Linked DNA regions of Mus musculus: region 1 is linked to region 2. A link is a contact called in public HiChIP or PLAC-seq data. All regions are on one chromosome and are shown on one strand. The core of a region is the stretch at or near the end of the contact, and the rest is flanking DNA. Distances in the headings are between cores, read along the strand shown.

Evidence for each region. HiChIP or PLAC-seq counts read pairs in DNA pulled down with a chosen protein or histone mark.
Region 1: a contact with region 2 is called in an H3K4me3 HiChIP or PLAC-seq map of embryonic limb bud, with 8 times the contacts expected there. The contact joins the promoter of Epb41l3 here to the enhancer-like site in region 2. A contact is called at or near these places in 1 of 39 promoter capture datasets (cranial neural crest) and 5 of 115 datasets of contacts at active chromatin or transcription factors (the NIH/3T3 cell line, embryonic forebrain, embryonic limb bud and 2 more).

What each region holds. Positions count from the first base shown.
Region 1 is chr17:69,157,860-69,161,459 of GRCm38.p6, forward strand. It overlaps Epb41l3 (erythrocyte membrane protein band 4.1 like 3), which reads left to right and starts at 1,497. Exons shown (of 23, transcript NM_001355734.1): 1 at 1,497-2,182.
Region 2 is chr17:67,864,947-67,868,829 of GRCm38.p6, forward strand. All of the region lies in intron 10 of Arhgap28 (Rho GTPase activating protein 28), which reads right to left. Among named protein-coding and RNA genes, the nearest start is that of Arhgap28, 140 kb to the right of the region's middle. Within about 2 kb of position 2,120, at least 63 of the 459 cell types and tissues checked have an H3K27ac peak or open chromatin away from gene starts, as enhancers often do. A contact at or near this core is called in embryonic limb bud, where this site is marked.

The sequences.
Region 1 (3,600 bases), core at 247-2,746, 1.3 Mb after region 2:
AATCGAATGATAAAGGGAACATGTGGTATTAATTAAGCATGGAGGCTGGGCAGTCCTGAGAGGGCCAGGCAATCCTGCTAATAACGCAATGCTTCCATTACGTGTTTAAGTTGGCGTTTCAGCTTTTTTACATTACTTTATGGAATTGCTTTTGCAGACATCCTTGGCTGGGGTTTTCAGGGGCCCGTTTGGGGATCTGTGGGGCGGTCGGATGTTCTGGGGGTTACTCTTGGTAGCATAACTTAACCAAGTAAAGGACTCATCAAATCCGGCGATCAAAAGAAATTTCTTTTTTGCGCCTTACACTGCCTTTTAAAGCCCCCATGAATCAAAAATGATGGAACTCCACGTATATCCGGAGGCCATGAATGCAGCACCGTTAGAGTTAAGTGGGGCTTTGAAGGAGTGAACCTGCGGAGGAGGAGGAGGAGGAGGAGGAGGAGGAGGAGGAGGAGGAGGAGGAGGAGGAGGAGGAGGAGGAGGAGGAGGAGGGATTTGATGATCCTTATTGACTCTGCTCAGTGCTTTTACCGCTGTCTTTGAATTGCATGGTCATTGTGGCATCAACTTTTTAAACCTTTGTTTGGAGTAACAAAGTTATCGTGAGAGGAAATAATTTCCAAATTGAAGAAGCATGCCTCTCCTTTGTTAGTTTCCAAAACCCCGATGGAATAAGCTGAAGGCTGTGAGTATTGAATTATTTACACTATGATTATTCCAATGGTCTAGAAAAAAAGCTAGATAATTAGAAGCACAAGCCACTGCATGAACTGATCTCGCGCACAGCAAGTTCTTGCAAAAACAGAGCATGTGTTTCGAGAGGTTTGATCGGAAACCAGAAGAGTGGCCTCTGTCGCTTGTAAACACCTTTAGGCCGAGGATTGTAGAGCTAGGGGGCAAAGGCCATTGTCCCAATGACATACTTACATCTAATTTTTTAGAGAATTTCCTTAGGCATAAATATGGTTTAGAGAGTGCGTTCGCCAATCCCCGTTGGGTCCTTGGACCAAGGCCAACTTTGATTTCTGTGGAAATACAAGATTCAGGTTTACTTCTCTGACTGGATCTGGGGTGTGTGTGTGTGTTGCTTTTTTAAAAATCCAAAGGCAGGGTTGGAAGAGATGACTCAGTGCTTAAGAGCATTGACTGCTCTTTAGAAGACTCTGGTTTGATTCCCAGCACTCACATGGCAGTTCACAACCATCCATTCCTCCAGTTCCAGAGGACCCAACATCTTCACTGAGACACGCATGCAGGCAAAACAACAATGCACATAAAGTAATCACAAATAAATGATAAGGTTTCTAAGTCCAATGGCCAAGCCACTAAGGGTGCACTGAGGTAGGAGTGAGGTGACAACCTGTGACCTCAGAGAGCTGTTGATGCTGTCCTTTCAGGCTAGTGTGGAGGGATTGGCTCATCAGTGCTTTCTTCGCTTGTAGGATGCACAGCCATCTTTTTTTTTTTTTTTTTTTTTTTTTGGATTGGATATTTTCTTTATTTACATTTCAAATGGTTGCCCCTTTCCAGGTCTCCCCTTAGGGAGCCCCCTATCCCCTACCTTGGACCCCTGCCTCTATGAGGGTGCTCCCCCACCTACCCACTCACTCCTGTCCTCCCACCCTGGCATTCCCATACACTGAGGGGAATTCTACAATGGATAGGTGGGAATCGGCGATTTCCATGGCAGTGAAAGTTGACTCCAAGAGTAGCCTGGGAAATCTTTCCTTTCGGGTGAGAATTCAAGTATAGCGAAGAGAATTTTCTTAAGTAGAGTACTCTGGTTGTCCTTCATAATTCTGTCCTCACAGTCTTTTCTGAATTCCACTCCCCTCTGAGTGTGAGCTTTATGATGGAGTATAAACTCCCCACTGAGAGCCACGAATCAAGTTCACCTTCAGCACCCCGTCCTTTCAGAAGGCTCACCACTAGTTGCTCATTTGATGGGAATTCATCAGACACTCAGGGCCCTTTGAAGGGCTCCACTGCTATTGCATTTGTCCTGGCTATAAAGGATTATGTCCCCAGAAACAGGGCCCGGACAGTGACATCATTGCTGGGCTGGGGCTATGACATCACTATGGCTCAGAGGAAAACAGGGTGGGGCAGGCAGAAGCATTGGAGTCCCATCGAAGCCTGCAGAAGCCTTTCATGAGGCTTTCACCGTGAACAGCACAACAAGGTATCGTATGGATGTGAAGTGGTAAAAATCTTCGAATATTTCTGTCCCATAAGAAAATACTGTGGGGTTCAGCAAGTCAGGCTTTTAAATTTATTAAGCCTGTAGTTGATCCTGTTTGCACTATTGTACTATTGCAATATCATGCGTAAATTTTTTTCATTTTTAGGTTATTAGTGCCATCTTTAAAATATCTCGTATCTTTTATACTTTCTGAGTTGGCAATGCTGTTTTGTGGTTTGACGCAATGTGCTTGCTGTTCACAACTGGGGAAAAATAGAAAAGCTAGAGGTGTCACAGGTGTAGGAGCTATCTGCCATGATCTGTGGGTAATTAGTTTCCATTCTAACTTTGCTTTATTTGCTGATATTATTTTGTAATTTGACATTTTAATCCTTGGAGAATTCTAGTGTGGAGACATGTCTGGTCCAAATTAGCATCTAACAGGGGGTCAGAGGACGCTCAGGTCCCGAGTGCTCCTATACTCTACGTACCTCATAGCCTATAAAGTATATTAGCTGCTTTTTATGAACTTAGTGTGATCTCATCAGGGCAGAGGGAAGAGCCACGCATCAGTCTCGGGTGTCTTCTGTCTGGGTCTTTGCAAAGATGACTGCCATGATTTCACCTTGATGAGGTAGCACTGTAGGAAGTCGGGGTGGTTCCTACTCAAAGGTTCGGCTATTCCAGGACACGTTCCTGAAGCAGAGAGAAGAAAAGGACTTGAGAACAGTGGAGGTAGAGAAGTCTAAATTAGGTGCTAGGCCTGCAGATCACTGGTGAAATGTCTTCGGTACTGTGGTTTTAGACCTTGCGATGATTGGTTAAATTGCACACTGCAGGACTGGAAGCTTCTATTAGCTCCCAACCCCTAATTCTTTTGTAATTTGCAGTATGGAAGAAAGGCTGACAACTTAATTTTAAGATAGCTGACATTTTGATACATTGTTCTTACAGACTTTCTTACAAACCACACATATGTGCACTCAACATAAGCATATGCACACACACACACACACACACACACACACACACACATGGAGGTAGTCTTGTGTTAAGCCTAGAAAACAAATGCATTGTTTAAATTTTTCCCTGTGATTATTGTTTTTCCTCCAATCATACTAGATCGAGTGCATGGTATGGGTTAGGATTTATTCTTCCTGGGTTTTTATCCCTGAAACAAACAGTTCTAACTCCTGATGCATTCGGTATGTATGCAACCAAATAAGAAACAATTATGACATATTACTTATGACGAAGTGCTTGAAAAGCATCACTATTGGGCGCAAGACCGAAGTACCTGGTCATATCTGCAGCTGTTATTTTTAATAGAAAGGTCCTCTGCATATCCACCTTGATCCCTGGCTGTAGCTTAAACTGTGCAGGTCCCAGCAGGTTTGCTGTATCGGAGAAGAGCACGC
Region 2 (3,883 bases), core at 870-3,369:
CCACATGATAAAGTCTTTGCTCAAATTTGACAGAACTGACATTTTCCGTTCATCATAACCTTGCTGCTACCCTCCCTTCTGCTCCTAAGTCAGACCATGAACACATGCCTCTCCGCTCTTTCACATGTGGAATGAGAAATGCCCCAATAAAGTAACTCTGACTTCACTGCAGAGTGCAGGCATAATAATGACTTTCCTGGAACGGGTACAGCAGCTCTGCCAACACACACATACACACACACACACACACACACCTTCCACATGTTGGTGTATCCTTTGCTCCAGTGCACTAGGCAAACAGCTTGTGTTAAAGCACCAGGCCTTTCTCTGTAAGTTCCACTCACAGTCAGGTCCTACTTGAAAGAGTCTGCATTATCGGGTCATCTGTTTATCAGTGGCAACTGTTCTTTAAGCTTCTTTACTATGGTCAAACTCATTTTCTACCATGCCTTTGGACTTGAGGGTTTACCTCAAACAGCAGGCACCTGGAAGCATCAGACTGATACAGCCCTAAAGAGATAACTTAAATGAGACTTGAGTAGCCTTTCCCTTTTTACAGCCTTTGCCTCGTTCTCGTGAGACGCCTACTTTGAGTCCCGAACAGAGCCAGCCGTTTTGTTCATCTCATGCCAAACACAAGCGTTTCTACGGCTTCCAGAGGCTGCGAAACTGAAATCTGTGTCAAGCTTGCTGAGTTAGGTGCCAAGGCAGGATACTGATGGGTATGCGGCCAGCCTGGGTTCAAATGATGAGTTTATGTCTCAAAAAAGCCAACCAATCAACCCATCAACCAACCAACCAACCCATCAACCAACCAATCAACCCATCAATCAACTAACCCAGCAACGACCAACCAATCCACCAACCCACCAACCAACCAATCCACCAATTACCCAACCCGCCAATCTATCAGTCACTAGAAACCTCTTTTTTTGTTTACCACTAAGGAGAACACAGGCAGAGTCAAAGTCGTGTCCTTAAGTCTCTTTGGAGCACAGAGAAGGCTACATCAGTTTCTGAAGCATCTTCACAAAATAAATAAATAAATAAATAAAAGCAAAGCCCCAGCCTGAAGCTACCAGCTCGGGAGAGAGACCAAACACACAGGGTGGCATAACTCCAAAGCACCTACAGCTAACCTCAGAACAACAGGCAGCAGAGGCAAGGAGAGCTTACACGTCAAACAGTCTGCCTTCTTCCATAAAACACGTTCCCAGCGTTTGGCTCAGATTTCTGCGATGTTTTGAAAAGAACATCACTGAGCATTCCAAAGCATCAAACTGGTTCCAAATGATCTGTGGGCCTCAGACTTGGAAGCTGGCTTTGCAGCTCGTTTGGCTCTAGGTGAGCAGCTTCCTCTCAGGCCTGAGTCCCTGTCAGGCCCACTGATCATCTAGAACGCAAAGCCGGACCACTCAATATCAGCACCCCACCCCCACCCCCCACACAATGGCTGCTGTCATTTACTTGGCTCGAATCAAGAGTAATTATAATGGCTTTTGAAAACTGCCTTTCCCCAAGCACGTTGTCAGAAATGTACTTCGGGGATAAGGAAAACACAGCAGAAAACTTAACCAGCACAGGTACTGAAGGTTTGAATAAAGGGGACGTGAAGGCCTAGGCAACGTATCCAGGGCCACTGTCTCTCTAGCCACAGCGTTTTCCCAGTATCTGCTCACTGGCTCAGATTTCTTCCATGCTTGCTTGCCTGAAACCAGAGCTAGGAAAACATCTGGATTGCATTTGTGGACTAACAAGCGGCAGAATAAACCGGCTGACACAACGTCAAAAACAGTAAGGGAAAATAGACCTTGCCCTAAATTCGGGGTGGGTACTCATGCGTCAGTGAACACACTGAAGGGTGATCAGCCTTCGGTAAGCAGGTTTCACACAAAGAAAGGGTTGTCGAAGAAACGTAACTCCCACTCTAACATCATACGCGGGGCACGTAAGAAACTTTTCTCTTCACAGTGGATCTGCACAGAGAGGGGCTTAGAGGCGTGGAGTTTGATTCTGGTGGCGAAGCCTGGCTCTTTGGCTCTCTTTCTAGTCTCTGACTCAGCTGATAACTTAGACAACCAAAGCAGTCCACACTTTATCCTCATTACTGCGTGTTCTCCCCAGAGGCGTGCCTATGAACGGAACACGATAAATCAAAACAAGCTCACTTCAGGAGCCTTCCAAATGAAACTGTGTTAGTATTTAACCAGCTCCTTGCTGAATGGAGTCCTAATTTCCAACCTGCCCATCTTCAGACATCCCTACAAATGAGAACTTGCCACATTCATTTACAAAGAGGCTCAGGTGGCCGATTCTGTCGGCTGGTCAGGCCCAGCACCTATGCTAGCCGGTGACTGATCAGGTAGATGGCTCCAGGCTTGCACCATTCTGCCCAGTGCAGGGCTCCCCTGTTGGGAGGAAGTGACAAGCTTGTACCATAGCCCAGGTCCTACCAGCTCTCTTTCACTACCAACCAGTCCATTGTTGCTTTGGAGGAGCCAATAGACACAGCCTACTTAATTTCTTTTCACTCAAGAAATATGCTGCAGGCTGGCTGGGCATGGTGGCGCACGCCTTTAATCCCAGCACTTGGGAGGCAGAGGCAGGCGGATTTCCGAGTTCGAGGCCAGCCTGGTCTACAGAGTGAGTTCCAGGACAGCCAGGGCTATACAGACAAACCCTGTCTCGAAAAACCAAACCAAACTAAACAAAACAAAAAAACAAAACAAACAAACAAAAAAAAAAACAAAAAAAAAAAAAGAAAGAAAAAGGAAAAGAAATATGCTACCATATTTCAACATTTCTACCTTGACCCTTCTCATAGGTATAGATTCCCTCAAGTATAAGTGAATTAATGAAGGGATTCCTCTCCACCCCTGTGCCTTTTCTTTCATTGGCTTATCACAATCATTTCTTCACCACCACTTGCACATTCTTTTCAAGGCCCATCATTGGGTGTCCACAGACTGGGGTGACCAAAACGTAGGCATGTGTGTGCCCAAAAGGAAGCACAATGAAAGCTTTTACTAGAAAAGGTTCGCCCCTCCAGGACTCCTCACTGCTCTGTAGAGCTTGCCTGTGTGGGTATAAGAAGGCAGAGCAAAGGAATTCACACTGCTGCGCTGCGGTTTTATGTAGATGCTGGCATTACCATACATGGAACTGGGGTTTCAGAGCTGCTGCTGAGTGAGTACTCCAGTGGTTAGGAGCACTGCTACAAATTCTTAGATGAAATCTGACCAAAGAAGAAGCTAAGAATGGGTCTCAGCTGTGAGCAATTAGCAATGGAAGTAAAAGCTCAAAGACTCCTAAAGGCCAAAAAAAAAAAAAAAAAAAAAAAAAGTTGATCCCCTAAACAGGTCCGGGTGTTTCAAACTCCAATCTGAAGACAAGCAACAGTTTTAATGGCAATGTTTCACTCTTCTAGCTTCTAAGAATCGCAGCATGGAAGAGACATACAACCGAAGTACTTAAGAGTATTATGGCAAGCCAAGCCATACTATCAAAGGGACAACGGCGGTCACAGAGACGAGATTTCTGATGCTCACTGGAACTGGGTCATGGTGGCTTAAGAATGTCCCCCATAGGCTCATATATTTGACCGCTTTAGTCATTAGGAAGTGGCACTATTAGAGAAAGGTTAGGAGGTGTGGCCTCGGGAAGTAGCTGTGGTCTTGGTAGAGGAAGTGCGTCATGGTGGGGGGTTGGCTTTGAGTTTTCTAAAGCCCATGCTAGGCCCATTTTTTTCTTCTCTCTGCCTTCTGATCATGATGAAGCTCTTAGCAACTGCTGCAGCATCCTGAGTGCCACCACGCTCCCATGCTCTTGCCATGTTCCCACCCCAGCCCCCGCGCCACGATGACAATGGACTCACTCTCTGAAA